Regions from separate parts of the Mus musculus genome. Here region 2 is linked to region 1. The links are chromatin contacts, called in public promoter capture Hi-C maps. All regions are on one chromosome and are shown on one strand. Each heading gives the region's core, a stretch centred on a gene start, on an enhancer-like site or on the middle of the called end of the contact. The rest is flanking DNA. Distances are from core to core; before and after follow the strand shown. Region 1 has its middle 20 kb from the start of Gm4861. Region 2 has its middle 5.4 kb from the start of Gm25080.

Evidence for each region. Promoter capture Hi-C pulls out the DNA fragments that hold promoters and counts their contacts.
Region 2: a contact with region 1 is called in a promoter capture Hi-C map of stem cell-derived epiblast-like cells, with 2.0 times the contacts expected there. The contact joins two enhancer-like sites. A contact is called at or near these places in 7 of 39 promoter capture datasets (the 3T3-L1 cell line, 3T3-L1-derived adipocytes, embryonic stem cells and 3 more) and 2 of 484 Hi-C or Micro-C datasets (both in uterus).

Annotation. Positions count from the first base shown.
Region 1 is chr3:137,571,248-137,574,341 of GRCm38.p6, forward strand. No RefSeq gene overlaps it. Among named protein-coding and RNA genes, the nearest start is that of Gm4861, 20 kb to the left of the region's middle. Within about 2 kb of position 1,589, at least 3 of the 459 cell types and tissues checked have an H3K27ac peak or open chromatin away from gene starts, as enhancers often do.
Region 2 is chr3:137,708,745-137,711,838 of GRCm38.p6, forward strand. No RefSeq gene overlaps it. Among named protein-coding and RNA genes, the nearest start is that of Gm25080, 5.4 kb to the right of the region's middle. Within about 2 kb of position 1,412, at least 5 of the 459 cell types and tissues checked have an H3K27ac peak or open chromatin away from gene starts, as enhancers often do.

The DNA.
Region 1 (3,094 bases), core at 339-2,838:
TGAGCTCCAAGTTCAAGGTTGTCTTAATTATTTTTCTATTGCCATGATAAGACACCATAACCAAAGCAACTTATAGAAGAAAATGTTTATTGGGGCTCATGGTTCCAGAGGGTTAGAGTTCATATTCATCATGGCAGGGAACATGATAACAAGCAAGCAGGCATGGCTCTGGAACAGTCACTCAGACCTTACATCCTGATCCATAGACATAATGTATAGGTAAGGGAGAGGTGGGAGTGGAAATGGTGTAAGCTTTTTAAACTATAAAGCCCAGCCTTGGTAATATACTTTCTTGCAACAAGGCCACACCTTCTAATTCTTCCCAAACAATTTTATTAGGATCCAATTATCTGAACATATGATTCCATAGGGCCCATTCTCATTTTAAAAAAACCACAAAGGCTAACCTAACTAAGCTTACCAATGACCAGATTCCATGTGAATTCCCATCCAATGACCAGATTCCATGTGAACTCCTATCCAATGATCAGATTCCATGTGAACTCCTCCCATCCAATGACCAGATTCCATGTGAACTCCTCCCATCCAATGACCAGATTCCATGTGAACTCCTATCCAATGACCAGATTCTATGTTAACTCCTCCCATCCAATGACCAGATTCCATGTGAACTCCTCCCATCCAATGACCAGATTCCATGTAAACTCCTCCCATTCAATGACCGGATTCCATGTGAACTCCTATCCAATGACCAGATTCCATGTGAACTCCTCCCATCCAATGACCAGATTCCATGTGAACTCCTCCCATCCAATGACCAGATTCCATGTGAACTCCTCCCATTCAATGACTGGATTCCATGTGAACTCCTATCCAATGACCAGATTCCATGTGAACTCCTCCCATCCAATGACCAGATTCCATGTGAACTCCTCCCATTCAATGACCAGATTCCATGTGAACTCCTATCCAATGACCAGATTCCATGTGAACTCCTCCCATCCAATGACCAGATTCCATGTGAACTCCTCCCATTCAATGACCGGATTCCATGTGAACTCCTATCCAATGACCAGATTCCATGTGAACTCCTCCCATCCAATGACCAGATTCCATGTGAGCTCCCATCATCTGTGCTATTCTAAGTGAATGATATCCACCCCAAAACAGTGCATTCCAGCAATCATGCCCAGCAATATGGACTGAAAAGGCAAAGGACAAAATGTGTAAAGAAAAAAATCTACACAATAAAGAAAAGATGAATGATGGACAGAGAGATAAGCGTTCCCCCACAAAGCTCAGAATTTAAGTCAGATTATTCACTGGGGCTTAATCTGGCTCACTATTCTGGTAGTAAAAGTTAGATGTGAGCAAAATATATCTCTCAAAAGAAAGGCAGAGGGGAGAAAAACAACAGGAGAAGATGGTGTATAGCAAGTTCTGGTTATGGCAATATGAGATTTTTCATGAGAAAAGGACTTTAGATTCCTGTCTAACAGCAAGCAGAATCCCCCATTAGACATGCTTCTGGAAGCAGGAAGTCAAGATGGCCACCAAGAACCATGCACCAGTTGAGGAAGCTTTGAGCTGAAACAGGAAGAACAAAATAAGCAAGACACTTCCAGATTCCTGTCATCTCCTCAACTGCAGAGAAAGATTCACTCACAAGGTTGCTGGCTCTTTCCTCCTACACATCTGGCAAGCCATGCTGATTACAGAGCACATACGCAATAAATATCTGTTACATTTGTCATGGGCCATTTCCCACAGGCCCTAGTCTTGTTCTCCAAATCCTTCCCATGTCTCTAGCAGCCTATATCAATTGACCAGGGACATGACAAGAACGAAAACAAAATAGTCTTCCTCCTACGAAAACTGGGTTAACCAAGGATCAGGAATCCATGGGCATAGAGGAAATGGCAATAATAACTTCATTTCCCCCTGCTACCTTTCTTAAAGGGAGTAAGTAGGCCTGTCACTCATCTGGACAGGACAACAACAACAACAACACTCCTCGGGAAACATGCCTCTCATTGGGAATTAAAGAAATAGTGTAAAGTCTACCTAAAAACATTTGACACAATTATCCCTTTGGTTATTGTCCACTCTTACCTTTTGAGAGTTTTTCCTACACGATGGTCCCTCCCCTTGGTCACCCCTCACTCCCACCTACAATGCATCCTCACATTGTTCTGTCATAAGTACTGCCTTCCTTCTACTTCTACACTAGACTCTGTGTACCTCATCCGAATTTACTTAATGACAATCACAAGGTCTGGAGAGCTAAGAGAAGAACGGAATGATATTTTGATAATAATAGAGACTAAAGATGGATGGATACTGTATGGACAATTGCAAGTGAAATGGAAAAAGATCTATGTAAAGAACTGTCTTTTCCATGTGGGATTTCTTCTGTGGAATGGGAGTGGGTGTTTATGTATGTTTTAAGAGAAAGCAGGAGTTCATTATCTTTAAGAAACCTAACTTTTCATTCATTCTGGACTTAGTAAGTTTTTTGAAAGTGATTCTCTTGTGTCTGTTGACTGCTCTGTACCAAATGGAATACTACACCCGACCCCTGAAGGTCTCAGGAATTACAGGAGAGAAGATGGGAGCAATGTAAGAGCCAAAGGAAACTGACTGGAGTGGGATAGAATTCTGACTTTCAACCATGTCATGATTATTGTCCTTTTGAACCTACAGCCCCTGCACAAGATCTACACAGGATTAAACACATCAAGATCCTATCAGGAAAGGGAAAGAGATCAAGATTTACCCTCCTTCTGAAGATTTGTAGGTAGACAACAGTTTGTAGGGGAGACAGCGACAGAGCTAAGACTGAGAGGTGTAACCACTAGTAATAAGGAGTGCATGTTCTATAATCAAACTCTCAGGAGTTACTTACCAAGAATAGAATGCAAAGTAGAAAGAGGGATGGCTGGAAAGAGTAAGAGGATCAATTGGAGTGGAGATGGGCAAGAGAGGGTAGCAGGAGTCAGTTTGGTTAAAATGTATTATATACCTTTAGGGAAACATCATAACAAAATCCATTATATATAATGAATATATGATAATAAAACATTCAAAGAAGAAAGTGATTCTCTTGGAAATCTACAAAATCAGAAATATTAAA
Region 2 (3,094 bases), core at 162-2,661, 140 kb after region 1:
TTTATGGAACTGATGATAATGTTATGAGGGTTGTAAAGATGATGATGAAGAAGGAGGAGGAGGAGACATTGGTGGTGGTGATATGGGGGGTGGGGAGTGGTAGTGGTATGGGTGGCTAAAATACAAGTCTTCATGGCTTCTTAAGCTTATTATTCTATTATCTGCATAACTGCTGATGAACAAAACTCCCTGAGTACAAATGATTCCATTGCTGCTTTTACACAAATAATCTTGCTTTAAAAATTACTTCTCTGTTAAATATTGATCACAGTGCTAACCTTGGTCTCTCACTGCATTCTAGGATTCATTAGGCTATCTTGAAAAACTAGTGGAATTGGCTCTGTGTGTGTGTGTGTGTGTGTGTGTGTGTGTGTGTGTGTGTGTGTGTGTTTGTGTGTTTATTGTTAATAAGTTTAATATTTCCTGGCAAGAGTTCCAGCCATGGATTTTGATCAGTATGGAAATGCAATTTTCCACTGAAACAAAGAAGCACAAGCCACATTCTGACTAGGCTTCTTATTCTAGGTACAGTCTTTATTCACAATCAACAAAAGGGGATCAGAATACAAATGCACGTAATCAAATGTTGCTTTAATTTTCAGGAGAGAGAAAGCTTGTACACTTGGCTGAATGCTTCAGTCATTTCCCAATATTCACAGGAAACTTAATGAGATCCCAACGATGAATGTGAAGATAACGGTCAACATAATTATGGCTATTATGCCAATTATTTCTTTTCCACCTCCATGTGAGAGAATAAACATTATGGTGTTAGTAATTTTTAAATTGAATTCAGTCAACAAATGCTTATTTCACAACGTCAAGAAAAAGACATTGCAGGCATAAGATGTGTTTCCAGGGATAATCACTCACTGGGCTTGAGAAGAAGAAAAAACAAACAAACAAACAAACAAACCCGACAGCATTCTACATAGCTGTTGTGTTAACCCTCTCCTTTGCACTGAGTGTTCACAGTAAGGAGGTCACTGCTGGTCACATCTGAGAAAACATGGCCTTCACAGTGTGGGACCTGAGGCACTGGGAGAAATTAGCCAGATCACAATCTCCCTCCACTTCTAAAATTATTTTGAACTTCGTGCATGTGTACGGTGTATTTTTATCATATCCGCCCACAGTCACCCCTTCGTTCTTCCCACTGAACGTATTCCCAGCAATCCCTCGTCCTATGCCCCAGCCTTTTTTTTTTAATCTTTACACAAGTCATTTTTCAAGATTTTTTTTAAAACTGACGCTTTAGAACAAACCAGATTTGTCTAAAAGTGCCAGAAAGAAAGAATTGGAGACATTTAAAAGTTCTGTCATCGTTCCAAACGAAATGGCTGAGGTTGCCTGTAAGTGTTTGAGCTATCTAAACACCCACAGAAAGTTCTAGGGGGTGAAGTAACCACAGCAGTTGGCCATTCTGCCTACAAAATGCCAGGCAATTGTTTTCTCTTGCGTTTTAAATTACTATTCACTTATCTGTTTTTGCTAAATGTTGGGTCCACTTCAGACTTTCCTGAGCAAGCTTCGAACAGTAATGTTTGAAGAAAGAAATCAGAAAACTCTTCCTATGTGTGAGTGAAGACAACATTCCCTAACAGAAAGAGAATCATATTAAGAATAAAGTATGGCAGTTTGGCCCAATGACAAACCCCCAGCAATAAGACAGAAAGATTTAAACAGGGCCAAGAATCTGCCATGTTGAATATAAGACAAATGAGAGCGGGAGTTTCTGTCCCCTGTAATATACCACCAGCCTTGGTAAGGGACTGGGGGAGGGTAGGGGGCAGATAGATTGACCTAGGAACAGGAAATAGAATGGATATAGGAGGAAAAGGGTGTAGAATGGGAGGATCAAGTGGGGAGGGGGAGGGAAGGAAGGGATGGGGGAGACTATCTGAAAGAGACAGTTAAATTGAAGGGCCATTTGGAGGGTGGTACGGAAACCTGATACAGTAGAGCCTTACATATATGAAAGAAACCTAAAAGAAGCCACCAAACAATAGGGAAAGCAGAGCTCCAACTGAGGTACTGGGTTTGAGTTACATCTAATGGAGTTGTTAGCCAAAGTGGGAACCCCTAAACAACCCAAGCTGTTACCAAAACTGTAGGTTACTCTCCACCAAACTAATGGCAAGATCCTGCTTGTAAGACAACAGCTACACAGCTCCTTGAACACAGAGAATTTCCCTGGTACCTACAAAGAATGCTCCAGTGTCTTTGGTTAAAAAAGAAAAAAGAAAAAAAGACACTGTACTCTCTACGAAAGGAGAAATGTGAATATCAACCCAGCCACAGCCTCAAACCCTTTGATATTCAAGGATGTCCTGCCTCTATGTGTGTGTGTCTGTGGCTTTGTGGGTGTATGTCTGTGCCTGTGTGTGTGTGTATGTGTCTGTGCCTGTGTGTGTGTATGTGTCTCTGTGTCTGTGTGTGGGGGGGAGTGTTTGTTTATGTCTGTGTGTGTCTGTGTATGTCTCTGTGTGTGTTTTTGTGTCTGTGTATATGTGTCTCTGTGTCTGTGGGGGGGTTTGTTTGTGTCTGTGTGTATGTCTGTCTGTGTGTGTGTTTTTGTGTCTATGTGTATGTGTCTCTGTGTGTGTGTGTGTCTGTGTATATGTGTCTCTGTATCTGTGTGTGGGGGGTGTGTGTGTTTGTTTGTGTCTGTGTGTTTCTGTGTGTATGTCTGTGTGTGTGTGTGTGTGTGTGTGTGTGTGTGTGTTTGTGTCTGTGTGTATGTGTCTCTGTGTCTGTGTATGCGTGTGTCTTCCTCAACTTCTCTCCATCTTAGCCTTTGAGACCGTGTCTTACTGGACCTGGAGCTCTCTAATTCTGTCAGACTGACTGTCCAGCAAGGCCTGCAGATCCTCGTGTTTCCACCCCTGGAGCACTAGACTATAGTCACACAACTCCACACTCAGCCTTTTACAAGACATTATGGACCTGAACTCAGATCACGGTGACTGCCTACACAGCTTGTTACCAGCTGAGTCAGCTCCCAAGCCGCTAGACATAGGGGGTTTGTTGGGAGGTTTTCTTTATTTGTTCATATTTCTGTATTTTGTTTGTTTGGCTAGTTGGTTTGGTTTGG